Linked DNA regions of Urocitellus parryii: region 1 is linked to region 2. The links are chromatin contacts, called in public Hi-C maps. All regions are on one chromosome and are shown on one strand. Each heading gives the region's core, a stretch centred on a gene start, on an enhancer-like site or on the middle of the called end of the contact. The rest is flanking DNA. Distances are from core to core; before and after follow the strand shown. Region 1 holds the start of Paip2 (poly(A) binding protein interacting protein 2). Region 2 holds the start of Hspa9 (heat shock protein family A (Hsp70) member 9).

Region 1 (6,081 bases), core at 2,902-5,401, 710 kb after region 2:
AATCCCAGCATCTTCCAAGGCTGAGGCAGGAGGATTGCAAGTTCAAAACCAGCCTCAGCAATTTAGCAAGGCACTAAGCAACTCAGTGAGACCCTGTCTCTAAATAAAATATATATTTTTTTAAAAAAAAGGAAAAGGGGCTAGGTTTGTGGCTCAGTGGTTAAACAGGTGGTTAGTGAACAGCATGAGCCTAATCACAGCCATCTTGGATCCCCATCACCATACTCTTCAATTCCCCATAACCTCCCCCCCCACAAAAAAAAGTACAGGAAATAGTAGATCCTTCCAAACATTACTACCTAGAGATAGTGCTATTAACATTTTGATGAGGACTGGAGGTATAGTATAGTGATATAACACTTGACCCAGCATGTATGAGGTCCTGGATTTGATACCTAGTACCAAAAATAACTTCTTTTTGGTGACCATTCTGATAACTTGGCATTTATACCCATGCATGCCCATGTTTACATATATTAGAAAATTATACATGCTGTTTTTCAGCCTTTTAAAATAAAAAAAAACTTGTATATCAATGGATATACATTTTTTGTAACAACTATATGATTCTATTTACACAGTAATATAAGCAGTTCCCTATTGATAGACTTTTCAGTTTTCTGGTTATTTATGACATTGCTTGACTAACAAATCTTTACACATGTCCAGTATCTTTAGGTAGATTCCTATATGTGAACTGTTTGGGTGAGAAAATACTTTTTTGGGGGGGTACTGGGGATTGAACTCGGGGGTATTTAACCACTGAGCCACATCCCCAGCCTTATTTTATATTTTATTTAGAGACAGTGTCTCATTAAGTTGCTTAGCACCTCACTGTTGCTGAAGCTGGCATTGAACTTGTGATCCTCCTGCCTCAGCCTCCTGAGCCACTGACATTACAGGCATGCACCACTGCGCCTGGAAGAAAATACTTCTTACATATTAATAAACAGATCTGCAGAAAGGTGGTTAGTGTACAGCATGAGCCTAATCACAGCCATCTTGGATCCTCATCACCACACTCTTCTGATTCCTACTTAAACTTCAATCATTAAAAAAAATTTTTTTTTGTAGTTGTGGATGGACAGAATGCCTTTTTTTTTTTTATTTTTATGTGGTGCTGATGATTGAACCCATTGCCTCACACAGGCTAGGCAAGCACTCTGCCACTGAGCTAAGCCCCAGCCTTTAAACTTCCATCTTAAGATTGTTACTATATGAACCAAAAAGTTCAATCCACAGTATCCAGGGGGATACTGTGGATTGAACTCAGGGGCACTGAACCACCTCCCCAGCCCTATTTTATTTATTTATTTTTTTAAATTTAGAGACAGGGTCTCACTAATGTTGCTTAACACCTCACCGTCACTGACGCTGGCTTTGAACTCAATATCCTCCTGTTTCAGCCTCCCAAACTTCTGGGAATAAAGGGGTTCTCTACTGCACCCAGCTGGCTCTACATTATCTTCAAGCTTGATCTCTGCTAGTCTGATTGCAGTGTCTGTTCTCACCATTAGTGAACTTCTTAGCCTTTGGTCTTTGTGTATGTGGTACTGGTGATTGAACCCAGGGCTACATGCCTCCTACGCCAGCTCTTTAGCACTTAGCTACATCTCCATCTTCAACTTTTTGTTTTGAGACACGGCCTGGCTAAATTGCCCAGGCTGTCCCTGAATTTGTGATCCTCCTGCCTCAGCCTCCAAGTAGCTGGGATTACAGGGGAAAGCCACCATGCCCAGCTTTTGACAGTGTTTTTCATTCATAGATCATCACCACCAGCATTCCCTTTTTAAATTTTGAGACAGTTGCTTAGGGTTAGGGTTAGGGTTAGGGTTACCATTATAATAAATTAAGAGGTTTGTGTTACTAAATAATGAGTTCAGTAACCTCATGATTAGCCTCTAAGAGTATCTGGGTCCACTACAAATTATTTAAATATCTACCTTGATTTTTGTTCTTTTTATACCTCTTCTAGTCTCAGATTGATAGACTACCTTCAAGATTCCTCCCCTTTGAATGAATCATATACCACAGACTGTCAAAACAGCACCATCTCTTTTGCTCAGCAGGCAACAAAGTCAAACCTTTCCTCCCTGTAAGTTCCTTGCTTAGTATTTGAAAAGCCATCTTAAGTGACAGCCACCATTTTAAGAAAAATTTCTCTTAAATTTCCTGCCTAAAGGCATTTCTGACAAAGGCTCATCACTCCTTCATACCAACCTCCTCCTTAATCACCAGCATTAGGACTCGCCCCGCTCTAATCCCTGAGTCTGCCCCATGAAAGTTCTGAACCTCAAGCCTGTTTTGCCTCTCTCCATCTATTGAGAGATGTGCCTTTATTTGTCAGCTCTGACAAATAAACTCTCCTGTGTATCTCTGCCTGGTCTCCATCTTTCATTTCTCGCTCACCTTCTCCCAGTTCCTAGCTTTCTTTTCATTCCCAGTTTAGGATATAGATCTGTAAATGTGGACAAAATGGTTGAACCAGGGGTTAGAGCATAATACCTGTATTGATTTTGGGAGGCTGTGGGCTGGACCAGAGCATTTTTCAATGAATGAAAATTGCCCTGAGGAGAAATAAACTTGTTTCTGGATTCAAGTTTTCCTCTGGAGATTTTTTTTTTTTAAATTTAAGTGGATATTATAAACGTTTCTATTTTTTATTTTATTAATTTTTTTGGTACTGGGTTTAAACCCAGGGGCACTTTATCACTGAGCTACAACCCTTTTTTTTATTTTGAGAAAGAGCCTTGCTAAGTTGCTTACTTACTAAATTGCTGAGAGTGGCCTGGAATTTGTGATCCTTAAGTCACAACCTCCCAAATCTCTAGGATTACAGGCATGTGCTATTGCACCTGGCACTGGCATCTGATTTTTGTTTTAGTTTATTTATTTTGGTACCAGGATTGAACTTGGGTGCACTCCACCACTGAGCCACAACCACAAGCCCTATTTTGTATTTTTTCTTTTTTCTTTTTAGAGACTGGGACTCATTGAGTTGCTGAGGCTGGTTTTGAACTCGAAATCTTCCTGTTTCAGACTGCTGAGCTGCTAGGATTATAGGTGGATACCACTGTACCTGGCTTCTCATATTTTAGAGACAGGGCCTTATTAAGTTGCTGAGGCTGGCTTTGAACTCTCAATCTTCCGGCCTTAGCCTCCCAAGATGCTGGGATTACAGGTATGTGCCACTTTTCCCAGTCAAGCATATGACTTTTGAAATATTCAAAGTTTATAAGAGTAAAAATTATAATTCTTTGTATTCATTCCCTAGTTCATTTTCCCTCCCCAGAGGGAAGAAATTACTAGGGTTTGTATGTCCCCTTTCAAATATGGAGTATACATATCTGAACATCCATTTTTTTGTTTGTTTTCACAGGTACTTCTCTTTACCTATCATTGATCTTTTATTTATCATTTATATTCTTTATATATATTTACTAGAAATATATCTTGGAGCTTACCAACGATGATAGCAAGGAAGCATGCTTAACAATAATGCATAGGTCCCAATTCACCAAGGATCGTGGACTAGGAAATTCTCGAACCCTTCTACCCTAGGCATTTTCTCTCTCAGACTCAAAGGCAGCTCCACAGGCTGGGAACCACTTACTGATATTTTTTGTCTGCATAAGTCCAACTTAGAAGTTGTTGGCGCGCTTGCACATACAGCTTTGTGATCAGTTACTATTCTGTCAGTGTCTTTATTATTTTTCTGTGTAAGGATCTCGATGTGACGTCGGTATATGTCACTCATTGTGACACTGTGTATTACTTTCAGTGTGTGTGTCTGGGTGGGTGTGTTTGCTGGGTTAACTAGATGTTCTTCGTATGTGTTTGAGGTCTGTAGAGTCCACATCTGTGTATCTTAGTCCCCAGCTCCTCCACTCTCTGTATCCATGCTCGAAGGTTGGGCAAGTATGGGACAGTGGCTTCTCCCCAGTCCTGCCTCCCAGAGAGAATGCGACAGGACTATTCATAAAACCCTGCGGTCCCTCGCGGTTGCACACGCACACGTGAGTGGCTCAAGAGACCAAGAGACCTTTGCCGGCGCGCGTTCTCCGGTGCGCTCTCTAGCGGCCTAAGGAGGGCAACGCTGACAGAACGAGAGGGCGGGGCCGCCGGCGGCGGAAGTGAAGTCACTTCCGGGCTGGGGTGTTTGTTTGGACTGGAGAAGGGAGGCGGCGGGCGAAGCGCACGTCGAGCGGGGGAGCGGCGCTGCTTGTGGAGATCCGCGGAGGCCGACAGGATTCGTTGGCTGCCGTCCCCGCTGCCGTGCACTGGGTGAGGGGTCCCTTCGGGCGGAGCAGCAAGAAGGGTGCGTCGCCTCTGGCGGTCCACCTCGGCGACTGCTGAGGGGCCTAAAGGGTCCTCCGGGTTGTTAGCCACCAAGTCCTGTATGGCCTTCGTTGTTCCCTGCTTTATGTCCACCTAGTCTGAGGGATTAGATTGGGCCGACTTCATTTCTTTCTTTTTTGAGAAATGGCCGTCGCTTTTTTTCCCATTGTCATTTATGATTTGGATCTCGAAGCTTTCTATCCGGGTCCTCGGTGGCGCGCGGGGGTTGCCGGGATAGCACTTTCTCCCGTTCCTCAACCCCCAGTCCCTCCCCCCAACTCGTTTTACCCTCTCCCCTGCCCCCCTCTACCGCCTCGGCAACAAAGCTCATTGTTTCTACCCACTTTACGCCTGCGCGTCGCACTCGCAGCCCCTACTCGCTGCGCGTGCGTGTTCCTGCCGAGACTAGGATTGGAGAGGGGCGGAGGGACCCGCGGGCTGGCGGGCTAGAGGCTTCCTAGGGCTGCACTCTGCAACCATAGGCGGGCTTCTACCTTTCTGATTTCTTCTCCCATTTCTTAACCATCCCTGCCTCCTAGTTTTATTTTGTCGCATGCTCCAGATCGGATAATCTTTGAGGGTACTGGGAATTCTTATTCTAGGAGGGCTTTAGATTAATAAACTTAAGAGCCCAACTGGTTCACATTCTTTGTTTCTGTTCCTCTTACCTTTAAATAATATGTACTTGCTCTCCTCCTTCACCAAAACCAAAAAGTGGGATGTGGGGAAGTTGTGGTGTGGTTAATGTTTTGAAAACATTTATTGCTGTAGCCAGCAGGGTTTTTTTTTTTTTTTTTTTTTTTTAATGACTCCTAAAAGGTGTCCTGCTTCCTTTTGTTTTGCTTTTCCTGATTTTACAGCCCCATTCCTCAGGGAAATCTCAAAGTAGAGAGAATTTGGCTTCCAATTTGCCTTAGGAGAAGGTCTACATAGCTGATAGACGTTGACTTTTATTTCAACAAAAGACAAATTCCTGTTTTGAGTGTGCTAGCTAATCTTTTCTTGTACCTTGGTGGCATTGTTTTTCACAAATTTCATTTGAGCACCTAATCAGGTACTCATTTTCATGAAATGACATTTGAAATTTTGACTATAGGTTATGTTTGTAAACAGGTAAAGAAAGGGTGGCAAAGGATTTTTAATGTGACTCCCACTGTTCGCTCTTTTGAGGTCTGTTTCTGTTTTGTGAAAGAATATTTGGGCCAAATCAGTCTGTAATTTGTTAGATGTGACTTTGAACAAATTTCTTTTTTCTCACAAATAAAGATAGGTGACTTTCCCGAAAATTATAGCCTGATTATGTTTCTCAAGGGTATGGGGGGGAATGGAGATTTAATAGTTAAATAGGTTAAATGTTATATTACAGTAAAAGGCTGGTCATATTACTATTTGAGAACTCAAATTGAAGTAGGTAATTTCCACCCACTTTGGGACATATTTTTTTGCTGATTTTTCCTTCAATAAGTCTTATTCAGGTCCATGTATCCCTTTATGACTCTTAGTAATTTATAAACTTTTCATATTTACTGTCATGAAAAGATGTGAAATAGGTAGAGCAAACTTTATATTGCCCATTTTGAAACTGAGGAAATAGAAGATTGAGAGGTTATTGTATTTAGCAAATACATAGCACTTAGTAATGTCAGGCCTTGTTTTAAGTGCTTTTACAAATATTAACTAATTCTCAATTTCTCTAGGTCATAGACACTACTGTAAAATAAAGCTAACAAATAAGAGATGTGA
Region 2 (5,732 bases), core at 2,539-5,038:
TTTCTTTCATCTTCATCAACACAAATGCTCCAATTTGACTTGGAGAATACAGTTTTCCATGAGCCTCAACCCAAGCATCACCATTGGAGGCACGGACAATTTTGAAGGGAACATTTTTACTGAAAACCACAGAGAAATTATATGAGATAACTGGCTAGTTCCACCTACCATAAAACAAAGTTATGTCACAAATGTTCACTATCCACCCCACAAGAGACTCATGAACAAAGGATAATTTTATAACATCATTTAATGAAAATCTTTAGAAAATAATAAAAATGTGTACATGAATGCTTAAGGTAGCATTCATTCAGACGCTAAAAGTGAAAATAACCCAAATGTCCATCAAATGACAAATGGTTAAACAAATGTTTATCTATACAGAATATTATTTAGTATATATCTATACAGAATATTATTTAGTCATGAAAAGAAATGAAGATTGATATAAGCCACGAGATAAGGACGAACCTTAAATTACCCTAACTGGGAAAAAAAACAGTCACAAAACCCAGTGATTAATATAAAACTGACACTCCAATTAAAGTTCAACAAACCAATTAAAAAAAAAATTTGGGCTGAGGTTGTGACTCAGTGGTAAAGCACTTGCCTAGCAAGCATGAGGCACTGGGTTCGTTCCCCAGCACATTAAAACAAACAAAACAAAAAATTTAAGATATAGGTACCATGAATATCTACTAAAAATATTTTTAAAAATCATACAAAAACGGGTAACTTTACATGTCTGGTATTTTTAATCTGAAATAAAAGCAAACTCAAGTGTCCCCCCTCCCCCGCATCGCCCTGCCCTGTATCTGTATATATCTGAACAATACATGATAGAACCTGTGCCATTAACTTATTCTGCCATTAATTCACATAGTTCAGGAATATCTCATAAACCTTCACATGCATGATCAACACAGCAAATACTGAATCCAAGAAGGCAAAAATGAAGTTTCCGTTGTAAGGAAGGATGTACCCCTATTTCGGAGGCATGGATTCCCCTCTTGCCTCCCAACATGTAATCCACTAAAGAAAGATGTTTTGAGGATCTTAAACTTCTAAGAGTGTTCTGTTTGGCCCTTGCAAATAACTATGTTTTTTGCTATTACTCACATGTCTTTCTGTACTTCAGGGTCATCGTATCGCCGGCCAATGAGACGCTTGGTGGCATAGAATGTATTGTTTGGGTTGGTGACAGCCTGTCGCTTCGCTGGCATCCCAACAAGTCGTTCACCATCTGCTGTAAAGGCAACAACGGAAGGGGTGGTTCTGGCACCTTCAGCATTCTCCAGCACCTAAAGTCCCCAAAATAAGAATTAAGATTCTAGTCACCACCAGCATCTTTTTTTTAAGTTGTAGATGGACATAATACCTTTATTTTAAAATTTATTTTTATGTGGGGCTGAGTATTGAACCCAGTGCCTCATACATACTTGGCATGTGCTCTACCACTGAGCTACAACTCCAGCCCACCAGAATATTAACAGCAACTAATTCACAAAGGCTTAAATACAGCATTAACTGGCATGCTTTACTACTGTGAATTCTAACTCAGCAAATACCAACTCTTGAAAGCATTTAACAGTTTGGTATCTTTAAACCTTTAACTTGAAAGAACTAACAACTAATAACAAAAAGTCGTACAAAAAACTATTCATCAGGTTTTTCAAACTTGGTGTTGAAAAAGATAACCTCTCCTTCGGCATAGAAAATTAAATCTTACATTTCTGTGATGGCTACAAATTTCAGCATGTAAAATATATGCCAAGAAGCACAAATAAACACTAAAAAGGGATTACTGATACTAAACAAATGGAGAAAGACTCCTCTACATAGTGTTTCAGACAAGGACATGAGGGAAAAGCATTAAAGCCCATGTAGGAAGAGGCAAGACTGTAGAATCTCGGGTGCTCTAAATCTTGGTAACAACCCAGAGGGAATAAAGATGTTACATGCAAAGAGTAAGTAGGTTCAGAATAACAGCCTTTATCTAGAAAGCTCTTGCATGTGTGACTCCATTTGCTTCTAGCCTGCAACCTCTCATCTTGGTTCAATATATTTAAAAAACTGCTGCACTATTACACTGCAAGCCAGTCTGGCCTCTATCCCAGGTCAATGTTTTTCAATCCCATGGGGAAGTGAAATTCATTCAATTATCCGCATCACAAAGATTCTCACCTCACAAATCTTAAGAAACCAAAAGCAGCTTTTAAAATGCAAACCAAACTTCAGAATTCCCATCTAAGCCCCAAAGCACATAATTCTGGAGTGGACACTAGCTACTCTATGTGACCCAGAGCTTCTTATCATGCTCACCTTTGCTTGTTTACCCTCCATAACTGCCACACAGGAGTTGGTAGTACCCAAATCAATACCAACAACTGCACCCTTGATTGCTTCTGATCTGTAAGATATTTAAAACAATGTCATAGTTATCACCTTATTACTGGACTCCAAAACAACAGAAGGAAACACAAATATTTGATATGGGAGCAAAATAGTGGTACACTACATTATAAATAAGCAGGTTGAAGTAGTGCTTCTCACTAGGATGGGTTATTAAAAAAGGAATAGTTAATCGTAAATGTAGAGACCGTTAATATGTATCCTCTGTCAAAGGAAATTAAGTTATACTTACGCATAATCTCTCCTTGAAACAAACCTAAAAGCCTCATGACTAAGGCCATTCCAACCATCCTAAAAAATAAAAAACAGTTGCATCAGTCATCAACAACATAAGAAAACTTAAGCTTGTTCTAATTATTTAAGAGTTTTATGCATCAGCCTGAATGTGTGCGTACTCAGATTCTAAGTAACTCAGAAGTTTGTGCTGACCTTGTCGCGGTATTAATGTTGTAGAGCCATTAAAAAAAGGGGAAGGGGGGGGTTAGGCAGAAGCTTTCCATCTGGATAAAAGACGTTTCATTACTTTGTTAACATCTAACCTAGGACTACTTTCAAGCCTTCCATTAAACCCACATCTGAGTGGATAGCTTCAATTCTCATTCACCACAGATGTAGTTTTCGTTTTAGATGAAGAGCAACCACAACCTTCTTTCTTGTCCTTACTTTTTCTGATGTACAATCGAGTACAATCTCCTACTTAAGATTTTCCTAAACACGAAAACTGAAGCTGAAATTGTGATTTTGGACTTCTTCAGGCATTTCTCTTCCTTTATTCACCACACCACCGGGGTCCTACACACACTACTCTGCACAAAGGAAAACCTGTCTTTCGACTCAGGTGAAAATGAAACCTATACTAGCGGCTCCCTCCCAACAGGCTGCATCCCTCTCCCAAGGCGAAACCTGTCCAACCAGACACAGAACAGACTGTTAGGACCACCACCTCGTAATTCGTGGGATAAGAGACTAGATCACGAGTAGTGTGACTCAGCAGGACCCGAAGGGCAGAGGAAGAGGGCCCAGAACTAGGCCTTAAGCCGGCAACGCTAAATACTTAAGTCCGTTACCTTCTTTCCCTCGTGATTTTCCCTTGAAGAACCTGACCCTGAAGGGCGCGGCCTGCCCTACTGAGTCCTGAGACCGTGAGCCGTTTCGGGAAGGCCCGACAGTTTCTTACCTGGTGGCGAGCGGCCGTGGGGCCCCGGGAAGCTGCGGCGCCCACGAGGCGGGCTGCTGCGGCTCGGCTAGCGCTTATCATGGCGGCTAGACCTAGGGAATAGGAAGAAGCAAAGAAGCGCTCGGCTGGACGGGAGCAGAGCAGCGCGGTGGTGGCAGCGATTCTGGAAACCTCCAACCACGTGGGGTGGTGGGGCGGAGATTGGGCACTGAGGCCCAGAGAGCCACTTTTCCAATGAGGCGTCGCCCGCGCCGCCTGACCAGAACCTACCCGACTGCCGCTTCCGGAACTAGGGCGTGCTGATAACGTGCTCCGAAGCATGACTGTTGAAAACACTTTGCCCTCCAGTTTCGGCCGCAGCTACTGAGAGGATAGTGAAAAGCGAAGAGGTGGAGATGGATATTCAGGCAGCGCCTCAGACAGCCGCGGTCCTCAGCTTCAGGAAAGACTCAAGGTCACACGGGATAAATTGCGAACCGATTACAGACTCCTTGCGTCAGTTGCGTGGAGGGAGGAGCTTGTTGCGCCTACGCAGGTGGTATTGAGCTAAGGCTCGAGAACGCATGCGCGCAGAGACTGGTGGAAAACGGAGTGGGAGATTAACAGTGTTTATTGGATGCCCCCACGCAAGCGAGTTTGGCTCGAATACAGCTGAGAGCGAACCCGAGCGCGTGCACTGTGCGCGTGGACGTTTTCCCCGCTCTCTTCTCTCGCGGAGGGCGCCATCTTGTCCTGGGGCTTTGTTTTGTTTTTTGGTACTGAGGTTGGAACCCAGGTTGCAAAACCACTAACCTACATGCCCTGCTTTTTTTTGTGTCTTATTTTGAGACGGAGTCTCGCTAAGTTGCTTAGTGTTTCGCCAAATTGCTGAGGCTAGATTTGAACTCGCGATTTGAACATCCTTTGGAGCCGCTGGGATTACAGGCGTGCGTTGCGCGCCCTACTGGGGGCTATGTTAAGTGCCATGGTTTGTTCATAATTTGAAATACACCTAGGTATGGAGACCGTAGACAAAATTTTTGCTGTGTTTTACCTCGGGAGTCTCGGGTTTCCAGCCTCTAAAGCAGCGTTTCGTTCAGAGTTTTGGGTCGCCCTAAAACTAATCATCGTGCAAACGATCAAGGAAAAAACTACTTGAGCTCAGGCTCTTCCCCTTTTACTGTGCTGGCTGAAGGCCTCCTCTGTACCCTTTCAAACCTTGTGCTGGTTGTAAAATGTTAGTTACCCCTTTGTGACAAGTTTCACATATTTTATAAAAGGAATTCATTGATTCCACAAACTATGTGTTAGGCACTTTTCTAGTTGGTGGGAATACAGTAAAAGCAAAACGTGTTCGTTGATGAGAGGACAGTGAGATTGAACTTGATTTTGATGATGAAGCCATTTGTCTTTGAAGTCCTCTTTCAAAAGAGGAAAATGCTTAAAGCCCCTACTTCCTTATAAATAAGTACTGTATTATTAAGTGGTCATCACTGCGAGGAATTGTGAAGGAAATGTGGAAAAATTGGGAAGGAAAGAAGATAATTGAAGAGTTTACATTCTGAGGGGAAGAAAGTGAAAAATAGAAAAGGTGCTGGGCTTGGCTCACGCTTGTAATCCCAAAGGTTGGGAGGCTGAGACAGGAGGATCGCTAGTTAAAAGCCCGCTTCAGCAACCCAGGAGCTAAGCACTCAGTGAGACCCTGTCTCTAAATAAAATACAAAACAGGGCTGAGGAGGTAGCTTAGTGGTCGATTACCCCTGGGTTCAAAGCTATAGGCTCATGAACCGTATTTGTAGAGATTTACATTTTAAAACAGAATGCTGATGAAGGGAAATAATACTAAATAGTGAAGCAAAATAGAAACAACATTACATCTTTATGTTGTATATGACAGAGAGGGAGAGACTGTTCTCAATTCTCTGTGCAATCAAGAGGCTAAGAATTTGCTTTTCTTTTTGTTCCATACACTTAAAAGCCTCAAAGTATTAATCAAAAGAATCCTGGAATCAAATTATATTTTCTAAAGGGTGTCTGAGACCACGATTGTGTGGGTATGACTTTCCTGTGGTTTCTCCAGGCGTCTTGCAAATATTCTCCATAACCACCAGGGGGATGTGGTAGTGCTAGATATTCAAAGCATGAACCTGAGAATGAAGGCTTT

The links. A called contact is a pair of places that touch in the nucleus more often than the background predicts.
Region 1: a Hi-C map of muscle shows a contact between it and region 2, with 3 times the contacts expected there. The contact joins the promoter of Paip2 here to the promoter of Hspa9 in region 2. A contact is called at or near these places in 2 of 2 Hi-C or Micro-C datasets (liver and muscle).

The regions. Positions count from the first base shown.
Region 1 is chr1:93,868,115-93,874,195 of mUroPar1.hap1, forward strand. Paip2 (poly(A) binding protein interacting protein 2) reads left to right here and starts at 4,152. Exons shown (of 5, transcript XM_077796462.1): 1 at 4,152-4,284.
Region 2 is chr1:93,159,568-93,165,299 of mUroPar1.hap1, forward strand. Hspa9 (heat shock protein family A (Hsp70) member 9) reads right to left here and starts at 3,789. Exons shown (of 17, transcript XM_077800729.1): 1 at 3,590-3,789; 2 at 2,645-2,703; 3 at 2,323-2,410; 4 at 1,120-1,301; 5 at 1-119. The coding sequence starts at 3,670.